2 separate regions of the Lactuca sativa genome follow, and region 2 is linked to region 1. Evidence: chromatin contacts called from public Hi-C data. All regions are on one chromosome and are shown on one strand. Each heading gives the region's core, a stretch centred on a gene start, on an enhancer-like site or on the middle of the called end of the contact. The rest is flanking DNA. Distances are from core to core; before and after follow the strand shown.

Region 1 (4,977 bases), core at 590-3,089:
TGAAAAGAACATAGATGATTTTATCCATTTGTTTCTCAATTGTGCTTCTTTTCGAGGGCGATTTCGTCGCATTTTGCATAACTTTGCTATCATGACCTGAGAATATCACCACCCCATAAACATGAGAAGTGTTTCGAAGCTTGGAATCCCTTAGAAGAATTTGGGTGGTGTCAAGAGGGTAAATTTGTCGATCATATTCGAAATTACCCACGAATGAGTACAAATTAGGGTTTGGATCTTCACATTTGATTGTTGCTTTGAAATCTTGAAAGCTTTGATCATCATCTAAAGGTAAAGTTACCTCTAGAGATCTTTTAACTTTTAAATTTGTCTCTCCATCTAAATTCATGGTTTCCACATAACAAATTCCGTCTTCATAACTAGATGATAGAAACAATAAATCTGCAGGAAAAAACTGGTCTTTTTCAACTTTGACCACATCTCCAACTTCAACTTTCATCCATGGCTTTTTAACAAATACACCATTTCCAATATGGACTGAAACTTTTCGCATATTTACCTTCATGTCCTGCATAAATCGGTGCCAATTTTCCACAGCTTCTTTTGTCATACTAAGCCCGATTACAAACACCAAAGGTGCAATCATACTGTAGGGTGAGAAAGGTGAAACAGGTGAGATAGATAGGGCTGCAGCTAGGAGGAAATACAAGTTTGCAACTCGCCTGAATTGCTCAAAGAGGGCTTTGGGTAGAAAGGTTATGACATTGTACTTTGTGGTTGATATGTAATTTGAAGAATATTTGAGGGGTTTTTTTCTATGGAATCCGGGTTCATTACAACAAACATGTCTTGAAAATCCTGGCCCTTGAAACTGATGAGGCTCATCGATTGATTCACGAGGTGGTCGAATGCATCCAAATGTGTAGAGACTGCTTCTTTTTAGCCTAGCTCGCATCCTTCCATGAGCCATTATATGAGATTTCAGCAGAATTTAGAACACCAGGGTAACTTTATTGATTTGGCCACGATAAACTTATAAGAATGCTGGATTTACCTCCTGCAAATGTTCAATAGATTAGATTGATGTTAATAAGCGCAATTTGTGCCTAAATATGCTCATAGGAGTCGCAGATTTGGCTTTGGAATTTAGTCAAATAGTAGAGCGGCAAACTGTAATCGTTTATCGCAAAAGCAAGAAAACAGTACATGAACCTGAATTGGAACAATACTCATGTGGTTTTGATTTTAAGCAGTGATGATACGAATTGGGATAACAAAAAAAAAAAAAAAAAAACGAAGATCAGATTAAAACCCTTACCCCTACAGCGTAACAGACGAATGTTAGTCAAATTGAAAGATGAATTTACAAAACTGTAAGAACCTTGATTGTGGAAAAGGACAAATCAGCTCAACGAAAGCTAGAGTGAAGAAAAGAATATGCATTGCCCAAACATGAATCAAGCAGAATCCATTGGTTCTTATGAAGTAATTCAAACAAAAATTCCAACACCCAAAAAAGGAAAACCAAAATACAGTAAAAGATAAAGGTTAAAAAGTGTACCTGATAAGCATGAGATTTCATCAAGAAAAACGAAAATGGAACCAGACCCATTTGAAGGCGATGAGATCAAAGAATGCCAGCTCGTTTTGTTGTAGAGATCGTGACAAATTGGAGAGCAGAAAAAGGGTTCAGGCAACGGAAGAACAAAGCCCTCTTTCTCCGTCGTCTCTTCCACTTAATTCTAGTTTAGAGTACTCAAAACTACACTACTATAATTAATTCTGAAAATTTCATAACATAAATTCATTAAAATGATCTTTGCATTTATTGATGCGTAATTTATTTGAAATTTTAAATTACTGGTTTTTTGGCAATTAATTTGATCATAAAATTATAATGTAAAGTGTGAAAAAAAAATGTTGTTTTCTCTTATGCAAGAAGTTTAGTTTGAATCGGTCAAACCTACTCCGACCCATACTCGAATGAGACGGGTCACACTTAACCTACGTGGCACAACCAAACTTAAATATGGGTCCATCTATTTCCTCTCTTATTTTCTTACTTTAAAATAAATACAACTTTATGCCATTTCCCATGGTGAAATTTATTTTTGTTAATATCAATGTTTTAAAAATCGGGTGGCCAGTTGAATCTGCGAAAGATAACGGTTCAACCAGTCTTTTTGATTATTTAAAAATTGAAATGAATGGACTATTTTTTTATATAAACTCAATTGAAAAAGAAGTGATTCGTACACAACAGTTTTTTGTCATACACAACAATTAATGCATTATATAGTTGTATAATACAACATTTTAAAGAACCAATTATTGTGTATGGAGAAAAATTGTTGTGTACGGATCAACTCCCCAATTGAAACAGTTATACTGAACTGTTAAAAACAGCTATGAAATTAATTTTGAGAAGAAAATAATAATGTTTTCTATTAAAATAAAGTTGATAGAGAATTTCATTTACTAAGTGAAACATAAAATTGATCCATTTAACATCTTAATGTCTCAAAATTTCTAATTGGACTTGATCTTGAGACGTTTGTATTCATCTAAAATTACATTTTTGTTTTGTTTTATATTTCAGACAAAATTGCAAAAGTGGTCCTTGTGGTATGCATTATTTTGGGGTTTCAGTCCAAACCTGGACTTTTTTTTATTCATGGTCCTTTTGGCCTAATTTGTACGTAGAATTGGTCCCCCGACTTAACTTCCGTTAAGTTGTTGCTGTTAACCCCCTCATGTGTCTCGCACATGAGGGTATATTTGTCTTTTCACTTATGAAGGACCATTTTTGCACCTAAAAAAATATATCCCTATTTTAAAAAAAAATTAATATCTATTTATTTATTTTAATAATTAAAAAATAAAAAAACACTCTCTCTCTCTCTCTCAACCCAAAACACATTTAAGAACATATACATACATACTCCATTTTTTTCTTGTTGAGGAGATATTTGATTCCATAACAGCAGGAAGAATGGTGAGCTCTTTTGGAATCATTCCAATGAGATTTTTGTTAACAAGGATGAGTATTTGAAGCAATTTCAAAGCAAAAAAACTCAGGGGAAATCGAACCTGTGAGCTCTATCTTTGAAAGTTAACAATGGTGATGTTGCCATTGTTGCACGTAATCCCAAACATGAGCCTCCAACCAACAATTCACCATTGTTATTCCTTATATCAGATGCTATGATTTTGTTGGTTGACTGGAAAACCAGAAAGAAGAAGCATAGGGTGACTTTAGTCGATGAACACACACACACACACACACACTTTTATTTCAACTAAATAGCATAATCTTACAAGACATGTTGTTGTGAATAGATGGTAGAAGGTGAAATCGAACAGGGAGATGATCCTGCAACTTTAATTACATAATAGTGATGATGGGTTGAACCGATTCCAGATGCATAAAACATGATTTAAGAATAAATGATACTAATCTACAACAACGACGATTTCATATACACAATGGAGATGATGTTCCTAGTGGAGAAGATTTAAGAATCAAGGTGGAGACGTGAATCCATCTGCTCCAGCGGCCTTTTGGTTGTTCTTTTCTTGTCCGATCAGCAGAAAACACAAAAGGGGAAGAGGCAAGGCAGATCGACGACTTCAGGGGGTGTTTTGTTGTGTTGTTGACGGGCAAAGGTGGAGGGGACAACCAATCTTTGGAGAACCCCTTTGTGGTTCTACTCCTCGTCGCCGACAGTAGCAAACCGGAAGAGACAAGGTGCAACATCAGTCGACCGTCAAGCAGATCTATAGCCTCTGATGAACGATCATGGTGGTGATGTGGCTTTGTGGCTCTGAAAAGAAATAATGGATTTCATCTCTGCCACCGGCTTCAACGAAAATAAGTGTTTGTTCTTGAGTTCTTGAAAACCCAAAAATCTTGGGTCAATGGTGTGGAGAGAGAGAGAGAGAGAGAGAGAGAGAGTTTTTATTTTTTTAATTATTAAAATAAATAAATAGTTATTAATTTTTTTTTTAAAATGGGGATATATTTTTTTAGGTGCAAAAATGGTCCTTTATAAGTAAAAAGACAAATATACCCTCATGTGGGAGGCACATGAAGGGGTTAACAGCAACAACTTAACAGAAGTTAAGTCGGGGGACCAATTCTACGTTCAAACTATGCCAAAAGGACCATGAATCCAAAAAAGTCCAGGTTTAGACTGAAACCCCAAAAAAATGCATACCACAGGGACCATTTTTGCAATTTTGTCATAAAAGAATAATTTTTTCTACCACATACCATATGATATATTCTCAATGCATTTTCATTTGAAAGTTTAATTACCTTTCTACCATTTAGCCTTGTAATTGCAATGTTCTATTTATAACTTAATTTATTCATATACTAATCGCCACCTTAAATTACCTTTTTACCAGACACGAACCAACTGTTGCTCGCAGTCGATCACCGCCCCATTAGGGCTCAACCAATCCATGCGTATGATGACCTTGTTCCCACACAAAGTTATAGGAACCAAATCCACGAGGTAACGCTCGTCATACATCCTCAATACAAAATCTTTGTAAACCTCTGATGCCCGGACGGATCGGTCGTCCGCAATCTCGACCTCTAAAGGACAATCCAACATGCCTAAAGACTCAACAAACCTCTTGCTGAGTGCATGAGATACGAATGATCGGGTAGCTCCCAAGTAAAATAACACCTGTACTGGGATGCCATTCACATGGAACGATCCTAAACAAAAAAAGACATAATATAAATATCAAAATTGACATATAATAAAAGTTAGGGAGAAGAAACATATCCGTCACCACATCCGGTCTGGCACGCACCTCCTCGGTGGTCAACTGGAAGGTTCGACTCCTCACCACTGGAGCATCTATCTTGCCCTGTCGGCCATCCGTAATTCGCAGGATCGTTGGAGCTGGCGCCACCACTAGCGCTCTTGATGTCAATCTCAGACAGTTGGCCTTTTATGGCCCCTTTGATTGCAATGAAAGCAAATAAGGTATGATGTCTGA
Region 2 (4,790 bases), core at 1,600-4,099, 820 kb after region 1:
ATATTTTATGAATTTATGGTCTAAATTACGGCTGAGTTTACGGCCGTAAACACCTTACGACCGTAAACTCATTTACGGCCCATTTGTTTTGTCCGGCCCATATTCAAGTATAAATAGAGGTGTTAGGGTGAGGAGTAGAGATTGATGAACCCTAGAGAGTTTACGGCCAGAGAGACAGAAGAACTATTGTGTGGGTGAATCTTGTGTAAGGAACTTAATTCATATTATCAATATATTCAAGATTCATAATATTATTCTTCTCCTTCTTTTCGATTTTATCTGACATCATCCATTTGATTGGGATTCCGCACCATCAAACGGATCTGATTGATACACAGGTAGATTAGGGACTTACATGACCCGATGGTGCATGGTCCTTTTGGGTTGCCTTCACCAAAGCAACTTGATAGGATGAATTATGGAGAAAGGATTAATTATGATTTATTAATATATTATGAAAATATTATATTAAAGGAGAAATCATATTGTTTAATTAATATTAGTCAATAATTAATTAGGAATTAATTTTGTGGCTAAAAGACATTAATTAAACTTAAGGGACTAGAACTGTCAATTGTATGATAGTTGAATATTGAGCTAATGGACTCCATATTAAAGGAGTGGACGAATTCTATGGGGAAACCCATTAGAAATCGTCCTAGGCCTTTAAGGAAGGAGTCCATGGGTTTCTTAGGGCCTAATCATCCAAATTAGGGTTTCCATGTTAGATAACCCTAATAGCCTCACTATTTGAAGATCCCTAGAGCACCAAAAACGTGTGGAAGTAACTCCTTAGGGTTTTGGACAGTTTTGGGCATCCTCCTCTCTCCTTATTCTTCATCCTCTTGCTCTTGGTGTTTGTGAGCCATTAGACGAGTGACAATTGTGACTCTAAGCTTTCTAAAGTCATTACAAGGAGGAATTGAGATTGTTATTGCTACATAACAATCAAAGGTAATTCTCTAAACCCTAATTTCAGTTTATAATATGTTAGATCTAAGATTGTAAGTCTTGGATACATTGCATGTACAATAGAGAAACCTAGATCCAAGCATTAGGGTTTGTATGAGCACATAAGATTGTTCTTATGTCTAAAACCCATCAGTTAGATCCAAGCTCTTTAGTCATGTTGAAATCATAAAAATTCTAGCTTGATAATTATTCAGACTCCATGCATGAATTTAAGGTCTTAAAAGGGGTATTAATGGGTTAAATAAGGTGTTGGGTTCCCATATGTCATGCAAGGGTATAAAGTTGCAAACTTTATACCCTAGGACTTGTTAATCGACTTAGATCCGGTTTTGGACATTGAGTTTCCACGTATTAAGTTCTTAATCGCTTTTTGTGCATAAGTTGCTTGTATGTTGGGCGTACTACCTTGTACGCTGTGCGTACCACCTCAGAAACCGAGTACGCTAAGCGTACTAAGGCTATACGTTGGGCGTACGCCTTCAGTGGGGGTTCGACTTTCGGTGGGCTTTTGAGCCATTTGGGCCTTACTTAGCCTTGGCTTGGATCGATTAGTGTAATTGGGCTTTGGACATTAGTTTTGGGCCATAGGAGTCAAGGTTAGGACTACTGGCTCTTATGGCCCATTATGGTTTTGAACCTTGAATGTGGGCCCATTTAAGTAAGTTATATGGGCCTTCGTAGAGGATCTTGGACTTAGGATTTTGGGCCTTTGGCTAGTTTGGGTCATAATCCTAAATAGGGTAATTCGTATGTTTATTCAATGTGAGATTTTTGGATCGGTAGACGAGCAGTTATTATCTCAGCAAACGAAGGTGAGTCTTCTCACCATAACTTTTGGTCTAAGGCACCAAGGCCGACCCAATATTTATTATGCTGCATGTTAGTTGTTGTATGTTCTATGTTGTGATTGGGTTGAAATATACCCTAGGGCGGGGGCCTAATATGACAGAGCCATACCCCAGAGCGGGGCCCACCATGATCTGTTTGAGTGGAAATATACTCCTGGGTGGGTGCCCATACTTGTTTTGGGTTTGGATTGAACCATAGGGCTAGGCCCATCTGTATGATTTGCATGTGTTATTTTGGAAAAAATCACTAAGCGTTTGGTTATAGTTGTATTGTGATTTTAGGTGCTTCTTGTTCCAAGGGGAAGGGTCCGGTTTAATGGCGCAACATGCACTCTCCACTATTTTCCGCATTCATTGATATTGATACTCTGATGATTTTCTATGATGGTTTTTATGTAATGGATTTTTAGTATCAAACTTACGGTTGTCAGCCTTATTGAAAAATGAAAAATTTTATCTAGATTTTTGGAGTGTTACAAATAGGCAAAAATGTCATTTCAAACAAATTTATTTCTAAAACGCATTGACATAGGGGGGGGGGGGGGAGGCTATGATCCTCTCTGTTTTTTTTAGAACCAGTCCACAACTATTAAAATTTTTATATATGAGGTCTACAACTATAAAACTAGACTTTGACGCCCTTGTTTTTCAGTTTTTATACACATTATAATTTCAGCCCCTCTAACTCAAAAACTTCAAGTGTGTCAGTGCTAAAACACGAAAAACTTATTTTACGACAGTAAAGTTGTGAAAACTATTTCGATCAAAAGTGATAGGACCATTTTTACAACTTTATTTATTTATTTATTTATTATTATTATTATTATTATTATTTATTCTTGTACTAAAAAGATGATAAATCAATATGGTGTTTTGAAACTCGTTGTCAAACAAAATTAAATTTGGACAATTCGGCCTGAATGAAAAAGCCCACCAAAATATTAGCCTGTTTTGGGATCCGAAAGCCTGAAATTCCGGCACTCTGTTCGAAACGCATTTACGCCGTTACGCGCCCACTAATTACTATCCGTTACTTTCTTTTCTCCATTGAATTCTCCTTTTTCTTTCAAAATTCAAACGACTCTCCCCCTTCCTTCGAACCCTACTCCCAAACCCACTTTAATTCCCCAAGTTTTAACTTAAAGAACCCAAAACGGTGAAATTTGAGGTTGCAGGTTCGCTTTTCTCAAATGGGTGCTTCTACGAAATGGATTAAGTCCTTAATCGGGTATCAAAAGTCCAATTCCAACAGCTCCGATCAAGTAAATCTGTTCGATTTTTTCTTTTTCTTCAATTCATATATTTCATCTTGGGTTAGAGTAGTTGATTCAATTGGGTATTTATTTTTTGTGTGCAGGAGAAGGTTGGGGGTAACAAAACCCGGACATGGAAGCTATGGAGGAGTCCATCAGCTGGAAGTTCTTCTGTTTCATCATCAAAAGGGATAAAGGGAGGAGGACGTTTGTCCACTTCTGATGGTTCTCGTTCTGAAGACGTTTCATTTTCTGCTGCTGTGGCTACTGTGGTTCGAGCTCCGCCTAAAGATTTCATGTTTGTTAGAAAAGAATGGGCTGCCATCCGAATTCAATCTGTTTTTCGCTCTTTCTTGGTAATTTCTAACCATTCCTCTTTCTTTCACCTCGTTTATCTCAAAATTTAACCAGATATACTGTAGCCTTTATATATAAAACTTGAAGCTTTCTCTCGATCGTATATACTAAATGATGAAATAAGAGCCATAAATGTTTTTCAAAAGGGCTAAACGATTTGTGATTGTGAAAATCGTCAAGAAGTTTCTAGGTCAAAACTATAATTCTTTTAGTGAATGTCAAAACTATTATTATAAAACACTAAATGCAATTTTTCCATATTATAGCATCATGGTTAAAGCTGATGACATTTCTGTCGCCTTTTTTGTGTAGCATAAGCCATAAACCTTCACAAAATTCAATCAAATTTAATTTAACATCAATCATATTGATCTTAATTATTTGTATTAAAGGCAAGACAAGCATTACGAGCGCTAAAAGCATTGGTGAGGCTCCAGGCAATAGTTCGAGGTCGGCTTGTTAGAAAGCAAGCTGATGTCACACTTCGGTGCATGCAAGCTCTTGTTCGAGCCCAAGCTCGTGTTAGAGCTCAATCGGCTAACACTACACAAGAGTTTCCTACAGCTTTGAGAAACCATCTTTCTGCTATCAAGCAATCTGAGGTAAATTAAAGTAATCATTTTTTTTCTTAATGTTTTCATGATCGTTTCAAACGCATCTCTTTAACACCAATATCTTGAAGATAGCTTTTAAGAAATTCGACAGTATTACAACTGTGCATCGGTATAATAAGTTTATCGATAACTTCAAAAATTAAAATACTATTTTTTTTGTTGTTAAAGGGTGGATGGTGTGATAGTCGAGGAACAGCAGAGGAAGTGAGAGTAAAAGAACAAATGAAGCAAGATGGCGCTAATAAGAGAAATAGAGCTAAAGCTTATGCCTTCTATCAACAGGTTTTAGTTATGTAAATTTTGAATAACGAGGTTAATTTATTGTTATTATATAGTTTTTTAGTGACATGGTATGATTTTTTGTTTAATTTTTAGAAACAAAGAGCAAATTCCAACTCGAAGAGTTCATCTCCAAGATCTGGTATGCAAAACTCTGAATGGACATGGCTGAATGGTTGGATGGCTGCAAAATCATGGGACAACACCAGTTCTTCCAAATTTTCATCTCAAATCAAGAATTATGATGATCGAAGTGTTAAATCTTGTTCTGAACATGAATCTATGAAGATAAAAAAGAATTTAGTTTCAACTAGGGTTTCTTTGAAGCCGTTTATGTCAAGTCCACTTACGCAATCATCATCAACAAATCCATGTTCTGGTTCTGTGTATGATGAAAGCACAACGTCAACGAATTCTTCATCTTCAACTTCAGAAACTCGATTGTCAAGTGAAAGCAAACCAAGTTA

The links. A called contact is a pair of places that touch in the nucleus more often than the background predicts.
Region 2: a contact with region 1 is called in a Hi-C map of leaf, with 2.9 times the contacts expected there. The contact joins the promoter of LOC111908389 here to the promoter of LOC111908390 in region 1. A contact is called at or near these places in 3 of 4 Hi-C or Micro-C datasets (bud, leaf and seed).

What each region holds. Positions count from the first base shown.
Region 1 is chr4:166,049,171-166,054,147 of Lsat_Salinas_v11, forward strand. It overlaps LOC111908390 (probable phospholipid-transporting ATPase 4), which reads right to left and starts at 1,840. Exons shown (of 11, transcript XM_023904226.3): 1 at 1,523-1,840; 2 at 1-1,018. The coding sequence starts at 931.
Region 2 is chr4:166,866,650-166,871,439 of Lsat_Salinas_v11, forward strand. It overlaps LOC111908389 (protein IQ-DOMAIN 8), which reads left to right and starts at 2,850. Exons shown (of 5, transcript XM_023904223.3): 1 at 2,850-3,082; 2 at 3,178-3,429; 3 at 3,823-4,032; 4 at 4,213-4,326; 5 at 4,420-4,790. The coding sequence starts at 3,011.